Regions from separate parts of the Triticum aestivum genome. Here region 2 is linked to region 1. The links are chromatin contacts, called in public Hi-C maps. All regions are on one chromosome and are shown on one strand. The core of a region is the stretch at or near the end of the contact, and the rest is flanking DNA. Distances in the headings are between cores, read along the strand shown. Region 1 holds the start of LOC123141561 (ethylene-responsive transcription factor ERF054). Region 2 holds the start of LOC123144927 (WD repeat-containing protein 44).

Region 1 (3,823 bases), core at 789-3,288:
AATACATATAACTTGCATGGCAGATGTGGCACCCACATATATGGTTCAAAAATACTGCAGAAAACACAATTATTCAGGTAAGAACAAGAGGAGAGCATAAAAATCGTCTCCTCTTCCAGAACCTTTATTAGGAACCCTAAAGCCATACACAACACAACTAAAGATGCAGTAAACAACTAATGAGTACTAGCTATCTAATGTCTAAAACTCATCTTAGAATCATCACGGAAGGTTCTACAAGGATGGAGAATCAAATATAGTCCACCTTTGTCCCAGCCTATAAAATGCAGCCGGGGACTTCCTTGCTATTTTCAGGAGAAAATCGATCAGAGAGAAAAGAAAAGGTGATGAGATGTTCCTGCTATGTGATGATGCCACAAGCTGTCTGTTAAAAATCTGCAGCCTGTGTGCATCTCACAGCGTAGGTTGGTTCTGTGTGTGAGATGTTCAGATATGGGATTCTGTATCTAGTCCTTCCACATGAAGGGAGGACGAGGAGGAAGAGGAGAAGGGGGAGCGCCACAGGCCGTGCCTGTCCCTGCCGCCGGTGCCACGTGGGCTTCCGGCGCACTGGGGACGTAGTCCATGCCGGCCTGCTCACCGGCGAAGCGAGACTGGAGTAAGAGGCCATGAGCGCTGTCCATGTCGTAGTCCCAGACAGAGCTGCCCGGGCCCCACGCGCTGAACCATGCGTCGTCGGCGGGGCCCCAGACGCCGCCGGGGGTCACTGGAGCCTGCTGCATCATGGCCGTGCTGCCGTCGCTGCAATGTTGCTCTGCGTTCTGGAGCTGAGGATTTTGCTCTGGTTCCGGTTGGCCGTCCTGCTCTGCTGCGGAGAGCGGAGGTTTCGGTCCAGTGTTCGCTTGCCCGTCCGTGTGCTGTTGCTGCTGTTCACGCTGGAGCAGCAGCTGAGCTTGCTGCGCATGGGTTTCGTCCGGCGTCGGCGGAGCGGACGTGGAGGAGGAGGAGGCCGACGCCGCAGCGCTGGCGCTGGTGCGGCCGCTGCCGCCGGAGCGGCCTTTGCCGAGGAAGAGGTCGGGGAAGTTGAGCCGCGCGTTCTCGCCGCGCAGCTTGAAGGCCTCGCGATCGTACGCCATGGCCGCGTCCTCGGCGGTGTCGAAGGTGCCGAGCCACAGGCGCGTGCGGTTCCGTGGCAGGCGGATCTCCGCCACCCACTTCCCCCAGTGACGCTGGCGTACGCCGCGGTACAGCTTGGCCGGGCCAGGCGGCCGCAGCAGGTGCTGGTACAGCGCCGGCGGCACGACCCCGCCAAGCACGCCTCGCGGGCTCAGGTTCAGGGCCGCGCTCCAGTAGCGCAGCGCCTCCGGCGCCATGTACTGCGGCGGGATCAAGGCCGCCGCCGCCTCGAACTGCTGCTGCTGCTGCTGCTGGGCATCGCCGAAGGATATCATCTGCGGGTGCTGCGAAGGTGTGTGCTGCTGCTGCTGCAGCTGCTGCGGCAGCATCGGCTGTTGGTACAGGCTGGAGGAGTACCGCAACAGCTGCAGGAGCCTCGGGGCCGCCGCCGGGGACGGATCGTACGCGAACGGGAATATCTGCCGCGTCGACGACGCGTGGAGCGGCAAGGACGTCGCGGGCGGCGAGAGGGGGTTGGAAACAGAGGAGGAGTCAGGGGAAGCAGGAGCCGACGACAGCGAGGACACGGAGCGGCGGAGGCGGCAGTCGGGGCTCCGCATCTTCTTCAGCGGCGGGAGCAATGCGGCCGCCGGCGCGTCTTCTAAAACCGGCGCCAGCTGCTGCTGCTGCTTCTCCGCGGCCGAGCTCGCGGCCTTCCCCTTCCATCTCCGCTCGCGCCGGCCCCCACTATCCGCCGCATCCATTCCAACAACTCGCTCGATCGCGCGAATCCTCCGGTTGAATTTAACCCGGCCGCCGCCGCCGCCCAAGCAACTAACGTACGAGCTGTACAAAGCTGCGTGGCGAACGAGAGAAGCTGCGTGGCGAACGAGAGAAGCTGCGGGGCGCGCGTGCGCGGGGGAGGAGGAGGGGAGCCAATGGGGCGCGTTGTTCTGATCTGATTTGGAGAGATCGGCCGGCCGCGACGGGCTTATAAAGGTGGGCGGGCGAGATATTTTTGGAGAGCTCGGGGATGTTCCACGGGGGTGAAAACGAAAAAGGCGGTTGTCGCTGTGTGGCGCGAACGGGGTCGTGGACGGTGATCGGGCCCCACGCGCATTGACCCGTCAGCGAGCCCCTACCGGCGACACGGCGGACCTCGCGATGTGTGCGACGGCCGGCGGAGGCCCGCACGGATCGCGAGGCGTGCGCTGGAACGCGGACGTAGCTTTCGGTTTGGTGCCGCGGCTTTGCACGGACGGCACTGGCCTTGGAGTGATCCGTCCGTTGCTTTCCTTGCACTACAATCCCATCTCGGCCGGGGCCCCATTATTCATTCTTCTCGGCTCCAAAATCGACTTCTTGTTGCTAGGCTGACCGAGTAGGAGAATGCCTATCACTTCCAGTTGTTAAGCTGGTACCGCTTCTCCAATATTCCGACAGGTTTTTCTTCCAATCATTGAGTACTGTGTGCTCCATCTGCAATCAACGAGAGGAGCCCAGGTGTATGGTTTGCAGACGACGCAGGACTGGCGGAAGATCTTTGCATTTGCTACGGAGTACTACTAATAACAATTGCATGCATGGGGCTGCATATGCCGAAAGGCCAGTGGATTAGCTACTTTAACTAGTGAACCAATCGGCTTATCGTCTCAGAAAAGAACTGGCCGAGGAATTTCCCCCTAGTTTAGGACCTTGTCTTTTACTACTAAACTGTCTGTCTATGGTCCATTCTGGCAACACGTGCCGCTGCCAACCACGCCTTTTTCTCTTCCTGCGAATCTGATGCATGTTCGGTGATGTACTGCTGGGAATGGTGTGAAAGGCGTTCTGGAATGTTGATTCCGGCTATTGGTGTGTGAGTGTAACTTGTCACCACCTTTCGTAGTTACTTGGGAATTTCTCCTTTAAAATTACTCGTAGCTACGAAAAGATGCAAGGTGGCTGCAGGAATATTTTTCTGGGAACAACTGCGTGAACAATATACAGTATGTTCGTACAGAAACGATTCCTTCTCCTATACGCAACATAAGCAGAGCCAGAGATGAGATCACCATGCTTTAATCCCCGCAGCAAGCAACTCTTAAACTGCATAACAATGCGTTGACCACTTGATAGTGGCTAGTATTGTGAGAACGGCTGTATTAGTTTATTGTGCTCCGAGAATATGCTCGAGCGTATGAACCTCCTCCCAGTTTCGGTTCCAGCATTATGCTCATCAAATGCTCGAGCGTATGAACCTCCTCCCAGTTTCGGTTCCAGCATTATGCTCATCAGTGTCAGGCATGGCAGTATTATTGGAGGTTTAACTTTTACCTCATACTAGAGATTTTTGTTTTACGGACAAGACAGCGTGTCCTGCTGTATTATATTGTAAAAATAAAATATGGTACAAGGGGTATTTACAGTGAAGCTAAAAGAAAAGGCAAATGAAAAGAACATATAAGTTCAGATGTATCCGGTGATTGAACTGAGTGAAGTGCTTATGCTTGGCTCAATGAACCAAGACAAAATCAGGTTTGAGTTCCCCCTTTCAAAGAAGGTGCTTCATCTTTGAATATCTAGCCGTTCCGTTACACGATATATTCTTCTAATCCCTCTAATTCAAATTAATTGACGCAGCTTCTATCCGATGTTTCCCTTCATAGATGTTAAAGGTTTAGTCTAACTCCGCCAGTGAAAAGTGTGTTGGACCAACATATAAGATCGATCCCTCCACGACACACACTAGCAAAAGCTTGAGAAG
Region 2 (3,823 bases), core at 385-2,884, 360 kb after region 1:
GAAAAGGCAACAAGGTTGATGTAGAGCCCCTCCGTGATTGATTCCCCCTCCGGCAGAGTGCCGGAAAAGGCCTCCAGATGAGATCTCACGAGAAGAGAAATTTGTGGGGGGAAAAATATTTCGGCTGGCTCTATGTTGGTTTCTCGATTTTAGAGAATTTATAGAGGCGGAGATAGGTCAAACGGAGCCACGTGGGCCCCATGAGCCACCAGAGCGCGCCCCACCCCCTAGGCACGCCTTGATGCCTCGTGGGCCATTGCTCCATCTTCTGATCCTCTCCCGAAGCTTCCGGGGTCTCTTATGTCCAGAAAAATCTCTAAAATGTTTTGTGACATTTGGACTTCGTTTCGTACTGATATTCTGAAAAACTAAAAACAGGCAAAAAACATCAACTGACACTGGGCACCAAGTTAATAGGTTAGTCCTAAAAATTATATATATAATTGCTTGTAAATGCATATAAAAAAAATCCAAGATTGATACTATAATAGGATGGAACAATAAAAAATTATAGATACGTTGGAGACTTATCAGACGACAATGTGGCGCTCAGGGGTGTGGCTGCATTTCACTGGAATCGGAGGTGCCCAGTGCTACAAGCGATACGTCAGGGAGCCGAAGACGGTGGCCACCTGTGCTGCAACCGGCAATCGTCGATGCTGGAGCGAGGTGATGACACAGAGGCCGATCGAACATGCTGCAACCGACAAAACATTGAGCTACAACCGACGAGTTGTTTTGCTAGGACAGACGTGATGCGACCGGGGATGGCGATCCATTTCTTTATGAAACTAGTTTTTTTTTATGGGACCGGCCGAAATTTTTGCTGCGAGCCATCGACGATGAGCCATTATTTTTGTTGGGATTGGCGAGTTTGTTGAAACCATGATTTGTTTTGTTGAAACCATGCATTTGTTTTGTTGGAACCATGCATTTTTTGTGTTTTATTGGACTATGGTATTGTTTTTCCGGAACCATGTTATTGTTTTGCTGCAACCGGCACAAACACTGTCCAAATTACGATCGACACGAGATTGCGCTGCAACCGTCGTCGGGGCTGCGGGAGGCAGTGGTCTTGCTTACGGTGACAACGACACACGACGATGACACGCGACGACTAGAGACCGGCATGCCACAACCGGCACTCAGACGCACTGGAATCGACATGAGGGCGAGCACGGGGCCGCGCGGGTTGCCGGCGAGCACATGGTTGAGGACAAGCGCGGAGCGAGTGCGACAACACGGGTTGCCGGCGAGCGCTGGTGGCGTGATTCCTACGAGTGTTGTGTTCAGATCGAAGACGAAGAGAGATTATCCAACATCCAACATGGCAGCACCGCGATCGGCCGAAATTTGGGCCGGTCGACCGGCGCATAGCATCCGCACAAAAAGGAAGGGCAAAACAATTGTACTACTGCTACGGCGAGCCGTGAATGCAATCATCTCGTCGCCTTGTCCACAGAGCGGCGTCATAAAAACACCAGCGACACGGCTGCGATCGGAAACGGCGCGGGCGGTTGTTACCCCTGTCGGACCGGACGGAACAAAATTTACTCCCTCACTGCCAGGTTGGCCCCGACGGCACCCGAATTTAACTCGCCCGTCCCGAGCGGAGAACGCTTCGCCTCTGCCTCTGCCTCCGCCAGTTACCACCGGGCAGTACACACACTACACAGTAGAAACCGGCAGGCAGTAACGACACCGCACCACCATCACCACCATGAGCGCAGGTGAGGGAGAGGAGAGGACATTTTACCGCGAGGACAGCAGCGACGGCGACGCGAGCGCCAACCACCCTTAAGTAAGACGGCGGGGGAAAGGAAAGGAGAGGATCAGGGAGGAGGGAGGCAACAGCGGGTCGCGATTAAGCTGTCGCGCGCGGCAGGGAGTGGCCAACTGCTGGATCTGACGCCACTTTGCTGCTACGACTTCGCCATCCCTCCCCTTCCCCCCCCCTCGCCTCGCCCACGCCGCCCCCTCCCACTGTCGCGCAATTCCTCGAGCACCCCGGGCGCGCGCGCGGCCCCGATCTCCGCGGCAGCGGCCAATGCCGGCGGCGCGATGAGCGTGGAAGACGAGGTGCTGGGGGAGGAGGGGGAGGAGGACACGGAGGAGCTCTTCTACGAGTCGCTCGACCGCATCCTCTCCTCCTCGGCCTCCTCCACCTCCGCCTCCGCCTCGGACGACGACGGCGGCGACCTCCCGCGCCGCAGCCGCCGCTACGATGCCGCCGCGCTCGACCTCTGGACCTCCCAGCCGGCGCCCATCCAGGAGCGCCGCCACCGCCTGCTCCAGCTGATGGGGCTCGCGGGGGACCCTTCCCTCGCGCGATTCGAGATGGGCCGATCCGCCTCCTACGACGATGTGGGACCGCGGCCGGCTTCTCCCGTCTCGCGGTCCAGATCGGACGGGGCCTCCACCGCGAAGCCTCCGGTTGGAGGCGGCCGTTTGCGCCCCACCTCGTCCGACGCATCAGATGCCAGTGCCACGCTGGAGGCGGTCGAGGAGGACCCAAGCTGCTTGATCAGGAACCTCGACGACGGCAGCGAGTTCGTGGTGAGGGAGGAGTCCGGGCTCCGCGAGGTTGGTACCGGCCGCCAACTTACCGTGGAGGAGTTCGAGCTATTCATCGGCCGCTCCCCCATCGTCCAGGAGCTCATGCGCCGCCAAAGCGTCACCAACTCCAACCCAAACTCCAATTCCCAAAGTGGCGCCTCCACCCCCATGGAGAGGTCCAGCTCCGGCTCCAGCAATGGCGGGGCACGTTCTAGGCGGCGCAGCAGCTGGCTCCACACCATCCGCAGTGCGGCTGGCTCCATGGTCACCTATTCACGTGACCGCCGCGGCGACGATAAGGACACGTCCTCAGAGAAGGGTGGCCGCCACTCCAGCTCGGCTACAGAAGACAGCCAGGATGGTGTTGCACGCCATGGTCCAGACCGTGTCAAGGTGCGGCACAACGGCAAGTCATACAAGGAGCTCACTGGCCTGTTCATGAACCAGCAGATACATGGGCACAAAGGGTCCATCTGGAGCATCAAGTTTAGTCCTGATGGGCGATACCTTGCAACTGCTGGAGAGGATTGCGTGATCCATGTTTGGGAGGTGTTGCACTCTGGAATGATGAAGGAGGAGAGGGAGGTGGAAGATAATGGGACCTGCAATCCTTTCGCTGCCATGGTATGTGATGAGTCACCGGAGCCAATGTTAGCATCTGTTGCTACAGAGGGCAGCCATTGGGAGAAGAAGCTGCCGGCAAAGGATCTGCACAGTCGGAGATCTGGGGGCTCAGACCAGCTGATGGTGCCAGAGCATGTGTTTGCACTGTCTGAGAAGCCTGTTATAACCTTCGCAGGGCATTTAAAGGATGTGCTTGATCTCTGCTGGTCCAAATCTCAGGTAAAGCTAACACGTTGTAGTCTTGCTTCAATTCAATGTGTGAATACTAGTTTTGAGTGTAAACTTGAGATGCAGAATGTGCTTTAAGTAGAATGAAGTTCAGAATGGACAATAGTCCCAGTGATTAGATAATAACTACTCCCTCTCTAGTGATCTAAAAAGTCTAGTATTTCTTTACGGAGGGAGTACATTTCTGTATTTAGAAATGGAAAACCAGACTAGGGACACCACGTTGTCTTACCTTGTCAAGTTGGCATCCTGATCTGGTGTACAATGCTGGTATTAGAAATGTAAATCTAGCTGGTTCAGGATTAGGCAATCTGATGTTGAAGCAAAAGACTTATGAACTAGGACTTTTGAGAGAGGTAGAGACTGTGGCCACCCCGGGGGCTAGGTAGAAGAACTGTTCTTCTACTTTCTGGCT

What was found. A called contact is a pair of places that touch in the nucleus more often than the background predicts.
Region 2: a Hi-C map of leaf shows a contact between it and region 1, with 2.7 times the contacts expected there. The contact joins the promoter of LOC123144927 here to the promoter of LOC123141561 in region 1. A contact is called at or near these places in 2 of 5 Hi-C or Micro-C datasets (both in leaf).

What each region holds. Positions count from the first base shown.
Region 1 is chr6D:329,148,906-329,152,728 of IWGSC CS RefSeq v2.1, forward strand. LOC123141561 (ethylene-responsive transcription factor ERF054) reads right to left here and starts at 2,039. Exons shown (of 1, transcript XM_044560670.1): 1 at 199-2,039. The coding sequence starts at 1,841. The coding sequence ends at 468.
Region 2 is chr6D:329,507,267-329,511,089 of IWGSC CS RefSeq v2.1, forward strand. It overlaps LOC123144927 (WD repeat-containing protein 44), which reads left to right and starts at 1,635. Exons shown (of 7, transcript XM_044564199.1): 1 at 1,635-3,399. The coding sequence starts at 2,062.